2 separate regions of the Bombyx mori genome follow, and region 1 is linked to region 2. A link is a contact called in public Hi-C data. All regions are on one chromosome and are shown on one strand. The core of a region is the stretch at or near the end of the contact, and the rest is flanking DNA. Distances in the headings are between cores, read along the strand shown. Region 1 has its middle 51 kb from the start of CPG14. Region 2 has its middle 140 kb from the start of CPG14.

Region 1 (4,154 bases), core at 289-2,788, 87 kb before region 2:
GATTTTATTGTAAAAAAAGCGTGGGGTGCATGGTATCAGCAGTTATAAATATTTTATGAACAGATATGAGTAAAATTTTGATAATATCCTGAAAAGCACCTCACGCTTTTTTACAATAAAGGCTGTTAGCTGTGATTTACCTATAATTAAGTGAGCACATGTCATGTTTTGATAATTTTGTACCCTATGTTTAAGCCAGTGTTTCATTTGTTGGTGATCCATTAAATAAATAAATAAATAGATAAAATCATTTTTTCTTACACTATTTTTAATTCAAATTTATTAAAATTTATTTAGTATACCCCAAAATATATTCGGATTACAATAAATTTTGAAATAACGTAATAATAAATAACAGATCGATGGCCACAATAATACCGCTCGTTTATAATCAGACACAAACACGAGCATTGACCATTTAGAATTTATAATAACAAGATAATATCTCCTAAGGGAATATGAAACGAACGGAGCGCACGAAGAATTATAAGGAAGCGTTGCACTAATGCAGATTGTTATATGAGGCCATCAAAAGTGGGCTAACCCACAGTTTTTTATATTCAAGCTTATATGACGTATATTGGAATTTATTTAAAATGTAGTAAATTTTGATGCAAAACCGGCCTATCCATAGTTTCACCCGTAGATAACAGATAGCTTTGTAAACATTATTTTTACGCGTATTGTTTTTTTACCTACTCAAATTCAAATTCATGAAAATTCAAACCTAATTGCCTTCATACGAACTATGGTAAGCTTATGCCATGTCCTTCTTTAAAAGAGGCTTGAAGAGAGTATTAAGCGGTAGGCAGCGGCTTGGCTCTGCCCCTGGCATTGCTGAAGTCCATGGGCGACGGTAACCACTCACCATCAGGTGGGCCGTATGCTCGTCTGCCTACAAGGGCAATAGAAAAAAAATGCCACTTTTGCGCTGACGGCCTCATATGGTTGGTTTTCTGTAATGTATTATGGATTTTTTCTTCGCAATTCATGGTAGCCACTAGCCTATTCAATGCCACATGAAACTCTAATTCAAGACACCCATAACATAGTCACGTCAGTCACATCAGTCACGTTCTTAACTATAGATGATGATATCAAATACTGTCGATGTCTTATACTACAGCAGTAGATGAACTGGTTTTCTTTTTTCCTACTAAGGGGCTATTCCAACTTCGTGCTGACCGGTATGTGAACTCACGGACTCAGAATTGCTAACAATAGCCCTAGCAAGAGCGGTGCTTCGCTAAATCTACTACCGGATCGAAGTGCGACCCACTTAGAAGATCCGGTGAGAAACTCGGTGAGTGAGATGAACTGTTTATGTGACGTGACACATTCTTTATGCATGCAAAAACATTTTTTTTTTAATTCATTTGAAACTGTTGAATAGAAAAGAAAGCATTATTAGAAGTGGTTCAATGATGATAATTCAGTGGATTGTCTGTCGTGCGTTCAAAATTAAAACCATAAATCAAGGAAATTAGATTTACGATTAGTCGGATTAGTGGAAAAGTGCATTGCGGTGCAGCCCGGCCAACAGCTAACTCTCATTCAGAACTGGGCAGTGCCATGTCAGAATTGATTTGTGATTGATACTGCTTTATATCAAAGCGATTGTTTCTGATCTTTTGTTTGAAAATACGTTACGCGATGTTTTATAATATAAGTTTTTATTTATTTATTTTTATTGCATAGATGGGCGAACGAGCTGACAGCCTACCTGATGTTAAGTGGTACCATATACATATACCATATACATATATAACGTAAATGCCTGAGAAATGTAAATGAAACGTAAATGAGTTTAAACCGAAACGTATTACTGCTTCATGGCAGTAATAGGCGGGGTGGTGGTACCTACCTGTGCGGATCCACAAGACGTCGTACCAGCAGTAAAAAGAAGAAGAATTAGTATTACGTTTTGTGTTAATAGAACGGAGAGTCTGGCATGATTTTTAAGTATAAGCGAATGTGAATTAATAAATCTTCCTTTAATTAACATAACTCTCCCGACTATCACAGATCCAAATTTTTGCAGTGTCACGGTTGGCGTATAAGGACGTATAGCCCGATCGCTTAACGTCATTGGAAATGTCATCAGCAAAATTACCTTTTTTATTATTGCTTAGAGGGGTGGACGAGCTCACAGCCCACCTGGTGTTAAGTAGTTACTGGAGCCCATAGACATCTACAACGTAAATGCACCACCCACCTTGAGATGTAAGCTCTAAGGTCTCAAGTATAGATACAACGGCTGCCCCGCCCTTCAAACCGAAACGCATTACTGCTTCACGACAGAAATAGGCAGGGCGGTGGTGGTACCTACCCGTACGGACTCACTAGAGGTCCTACCACTAGTAATTACCTATGCCTGCCTAATCCTACGTACTCCTACATATCTTTCTAATAACAATATATGGTATCTATAAAGATAGAACGTCTATTTTTGTAATATACCCGAAAATGCTCAATGTAATGCCCCAAACTTATTGGTAGCGATGCCCGACAAACATAACTTAAAAATGTTTTTCATGTTGAGCGACAAAATACGAATTTATATTTTAGTAATCGCCAAGGAATCGAAGTATTGAAATACTTTTATGAAACACTTTCAAATAACTAGTTGAGTATAGTAAATATATACCTAGCTTCAGTTACTCTTATGCATCACTCCCACCGCAACGATTCACATAATATTAAACCTCATTAAAAGTCAACTTTTTTGGCAATCAATACTAATTCTTAACCGCTTACGATAAAGTTTAAATACCTACGCTAGTTCTATAGGTATATTTCACACAATGCCTTAAGCGATATAACAGTTTTTTTGTTCACAAGTAAAGATGGATTGGTGGCTGTAATTGTGGGTTCAGACGACGTATGGATGATTAGAACCGAAAATTATTGTTTGTAGGCGTTATGATAATAAATAGACGATTTAGATAACATTATTTATGGTTAATTATCGTTATGTTCCGTTTTGTACAATATTACAAGCACACACATTGTTATGTAGTTTAGTGGAATCGCACCTTTGTAGTTGACCTTTTCAACAAGCAGAACAGATAATTGTTTACTGCAGAATATGCCTCGAATTAAAAATCTTTCGTACAAGCTTTTTATTCAACTGTCGCACAAAGAGGGAGAGGAAAGAGGGAGGTTTTTATAGTACTACGTGTATATAAATTAAGGTCATTCCGAGGAATAGGCTACCTGACCACAGAAAAGCATTTTAATTTATTTAAAAATCTTTAATTTAAATTTAATTTTAATTTGTGAGTCGTTATGGCCTAAAGGATAAGACGTCCGATGCATTCGTGATGAGCGATGCACCGGTGTTCGAATCCCAGGCGGGTAAAAATTTTCTAATGAAACACGTACTCAACAAATGACTTTCACAGTGAAGGAATAACATCGTGTAATAAAAATCAAACCCGCAAAATTATAATTTGCGTAATTACACCTCTTGTGAGTCCGCGCGGGTAGGTACCACCACCCTACCTATTTCTGCCCTGAAGCAGGAATGCGTTTCGGTTTGAAAGGTGGGGCAGTCGCTTCGTCGCAAGCGACGGGTTCGGCGAGGACGGTGACCGGTGCTTAAGGTACCTAAAAGCACCGTTAGTAGATCGGGAGGATCCGCAATGACGTGTTTAGGGCTATTTTTAATAAACACCCATTCTATATTGCCAGTTTGACTAAGTCAATAGGAAGATTTTTGTTTGTTTCATCACAATTACACATCAACGGTAATTTGTCATGGTCATTGTGAGTCTACACGGCTTGCATCATCCTGTTAGACTTTCAATGGGCTCCTGCGTCTGCAGTCATAAAAAACGATTTAACGCTTTCAAAATTCAAACCCTACAATCACAATAACTCATTTCACAACACTATTTCTGTATTCTGAATGAACTATAAATATCTCTTATCTATCAAAATTATAGATAAGTCAAGACAATAGAATTTCGAACGTAGGTATTTCATTGAAAAATGAAATAGTGAAACCTCTGACGAGCTGATTAGTTTTTACTTTATCTAAAACATTTTTATACATGTTTCTTTATATTAGTAGATACTTTAATGGTATTGTTTTTGTAGAGAATTCGATACGTCGGAAATAATTTAATGACAGTATAAATAATAAAAATAAC
Region 2 (3,772 bases), core at 523-3,022:
TCTGGTGTTAATCTTTTTTTGAAATGCCGTTTGGTATTGGCATGTTGGAACGTAGTGGAATGTTTAAATTAGGAAATAACCTGAGAATATTATTAGTAATAGTGGTAGCTCGATTTGCATTGGGTCGACTTTACTCCTGATTAACCGTTAGATTAGACATGTTAAAGCATTCCACCTTGGGTAAGGGGATGACCTATAAAATGATAAGGGCATATCCATACTAACTCTGACTTAACTAGTGCGTAATCAAACAAACGCCGCTTAATAAGTCCAAGTGGCTGACGTCGCGACACTGTCGTGGGATCCTCCCGACTCTCATACACCACACGTGAAGGTTACCAAACTAATACGAACAGTAAATGATACGTTTAAGTGCTTGTTATCTTGGAAATGTGTTTTCGAGAGTTCGGGGTGCGTATTAATTTTAATTTCACTTTCAGCAATGGTCGACGAACAGTACTGAGAGACCATCAAGAATATTATTGGTTTTCATTGTTCCACATTATGGATGCCTCACTGAGTGAAAAACTAATCAACCATTTTCTATCCCTTTCTATCTTGAGCAATCTTTTACGTTGAATTGATGAATCTATCATTCGATTATGTTAATTGTTGCATTATTTTATTATATTTACGATACCTCTCTGACTGGTCACCGGTCTTGATATTATCTCATATTTTCTTGATAGCCCTAAGCTACATATGATAGAGGACAAGACTACTTTTATTCTAAGCCTACAAAATTGACGATTACCTTTCCTTTTTGAAAAACAAAACTTCTAGAATGAGTAGACGTAACGAATTTTGAATGAACATCAATATTTGCCCAGCGCTATGATGTCTTTGTTCAAGCGAAGTATAAACAGAGTCCTTAGCTGATAGCCAGTGGCCTTGCTACGTGCCTTTATGGACAACGGTAACCACTTACGAGGTCATTACACCTCGCAGGGCACTCAAAGAACATCGGGCAATGTCTTCTAGCCTTATTATCGAATTGTAGTTGTTTGTATGTTAATTGATAAGCCTAATATTGTAAGTAGAATTACAGGGCGACATCGTGACCATTAATTAAGCCCCCAAAGATTAAAACATTTAAATCATATATATGCTGGAAGAATCTGATGCATAACCACTTACCTAAAATGCCTTAAACGCACATCTAAAACTAAACATGGACATATCTGGACATCAGCATCATTGCAATGACCTCGCTTCTCTTTTCCGGGTCAATAAAGTTCGACGTAACACTAGAATGACCATTAACATTGTCACTGCTAAAAAATATTCAATTAAGCTTCGTTAAATGAAACTAAAGCCACGTCAAATAAAGGGAAATCGATACTGGTTCGAAAATTGAAACTAAAAGAGTCCAGGTCACCGCGGTAATGGCCGCGCTTACTTTCCTATAACTACCCTTAATGTATAAGAAACATTCACGAGAGGAAGCGATTTGAATATTTTTTTAATTAGCCTTTAACATTTCGTTTTGTAGTTCTTAACTGTATAAAATAATGTAAAAATACTTCTTATTAAAGCAAAACAAATTACCATCGAACGACGGACTTGTATTTACTATACCGGAAAACCTATAGTTCACATACCTAACCCATAACATTCTAGATAGTAAAAGATTATCTTATCGCAACCTATAACGAAGGCGATTCAATAAAACATACACCGACAATTTATTGTTAATTATATACAATAAACGCTGCCGCTTATGACTCAGCTCTGTGCCGATAACGCCGCACCCCACTTTCGTGCACACGTCAGTCAGCGGACATCAATCACTGTTGGCGGTGACTGTACCACTCATATTTCAGGGACAATGTACAGGGACGCACTCGAACTTATTTTAAAGGGGACAAGTTTTATTTTTGCACTTTCACTCCGAGTCCGTAGATAAATTTGAGAAGCTATATTTATTTGTATATTATTCGTCCAAACCTGTGACTGATAAATTTAAAACAACGGAGAAATTAGTTATGTTTTCGTGTACGGGGTACAACACATATATATGTGTCGTATATTTCATTCCTTTCTCATGTGGAAAATATGAAAGTAAATAATTATATATGGATTTTTCCTTTGTGTTTATTATACATTGGCGTATAATAAAGCGTACTTTATATAATTCTTTAACGCCAAAGCCAATCGATCAACGGTCATTTGAATAAGGCTATAAACATTTAATATTACATTAAAAAACTGAAATTGAAAGATTTCGGAATTGACTTATTGATAGATTTAGTTTGTAATTAAGCAGGCAAGTACGAAGCCAGCTTGATTGTATATAGTTGGCATCGGAAGGATAATAACAGCAATGGCAAGGACATAGCCGACCCGTCGCCTACCGCTTCAAACCTTGTTTAAAAACGACGTGTGACAACAAGGAACAATTTGGATTGCTACTCTGTGGAAAGATACTTGACAAAAGTTATACCTTAAATGCCACTGTCGAAAACCATAGTAATTGTGGGTGGTAGAAATAAACTTTTCTCCGTTGGATGGTGGTCTGGTGGTAGAAAAGAGAAACGACATTCTAAAAAACAGAGACCCTAAAAATTCCGTGAGTTAATTAAAAGTACCCAACTAATTATTTAAAGTTTTCACATAATTAATTTATTTATTATAAAAAAAGAACACAATATTCCTAACCTAAAAGTACATGTTATTATCCGCAACATGCTTCGTCAGATTACAGAAATAAAGTTATCAGCAACATGCTTCGTCAAAAAGTACAATACTTACTTTCAGCTGCAAGCGTCGTCATATTATTTAAAGTTGAATTGAACTTTTAACTCAGTCGATAGGAGAGGCAAGTACTGCCCTTGAACAACAAGCGCATTTGAATATGACAGGAAATACTAATCAAATATGCTCTTTTTAAATCGAATTGAACTTAATTGAATCGTCAATCACATTAGTAGTTAATAGTTTAATGTACTTAACATTAAAAGAAAAATAATGTTTTTATTAAAGCTCTTTCACTATTTTCTTGCATGCAATGTAGTCGTAACATAATTGTAAGAACAGATGACACGCGAAAGCGACTGAGACAGCTGACTTGTGATTACGGACTCACGGAATATAAACAATAGAGCGAATCTTGATGCTTATCTTATCTCAGATTAAAGGGTCCGACCAAACAATTGCCGGAAACTATGACCTTTGAAACCATTGATGTCATTCCTCATCTTTTTTGTTATTGCCCTTGTAGGCAGACGAGCATACGGCCCACCTGATGGTGAGTGGTTACAGTCACCCATGGACTTCAGCAACGCCAGAGGCAAAGCCAAACCGCTGCCTACCATTAAGTACTCTCCACAAGCCTCGTTTGAAAGACATGGCAAAGTGTCACCCTAAACACGTCATTACGGATCCTCCCGATCCATTAATAGTGCTTTTAGGTACCACAAGCACCGGTCACCGTCCTCACCGAACCCGTCGCTTGCGACGAAGGGCTCGACGAGCGAATTAACCCAAAGACACAGCCCACTGAGTTTCTCACCGGATCTTCTCAGTGGGTCGCGTTTCCGATGCGGTGGTATATTCTGCGAAGCACTGCTCTGGCTAGGGCCAGTGTTAGTAACACTCCCGGTTTGAGCCCCGTGAGCTCGCCTACACGTCAAGGAGAAGCTAAAATAGCCTCTCAAGGCTATCAGCATAGGCAGGAGAAAAAAATCTATACACTAGATTCGGTGTAGCATTGCACAAAATACTCACTCTCATCCTCACTAGATGATCACACCCACAAAGTATTTGATTTATA

The links. A called contact is a pair of places that touch in the nucleus more often than the background predicts.
Region 1: a Hi-C map of whole pupa shows a contact between it and region 2, with 1.9 times the contacts expected there. The contact joins two enhancer-like sites. A contact is called at or near these places in 2 of 7 Hi-C or Micro-C datasets (midgut and whole pupa).

What each region holds. Positions count from the first base shown.
Region 1 is chr10:1,253,620-1,257,773 of ASM3026992v2, reverse strand. No RefSeq gene overlaps it. Among protein-coding and RNA genes, the nearest start is that of CPG14, 51 kb to the left of the region's middle. Within about 2 kb of position 1,538, at least 1 of the 8 cell types and tissues checked has open chromatin away from gene starts, as enhancers often do.
Region 2 is chr10:1,167,646-1,171,417 of ASM3026992v2, reverse strand. No RefSeq gene overlaps it. Among protein-coding and RNA genes, the nearest start is that of CPG14, 140 kb to the left of the region's middle. Within about 2 kb of position 1,772, at least 7 of the 8 cell types and tissues checked have open chromatin away from gene starts, as enhancers often do.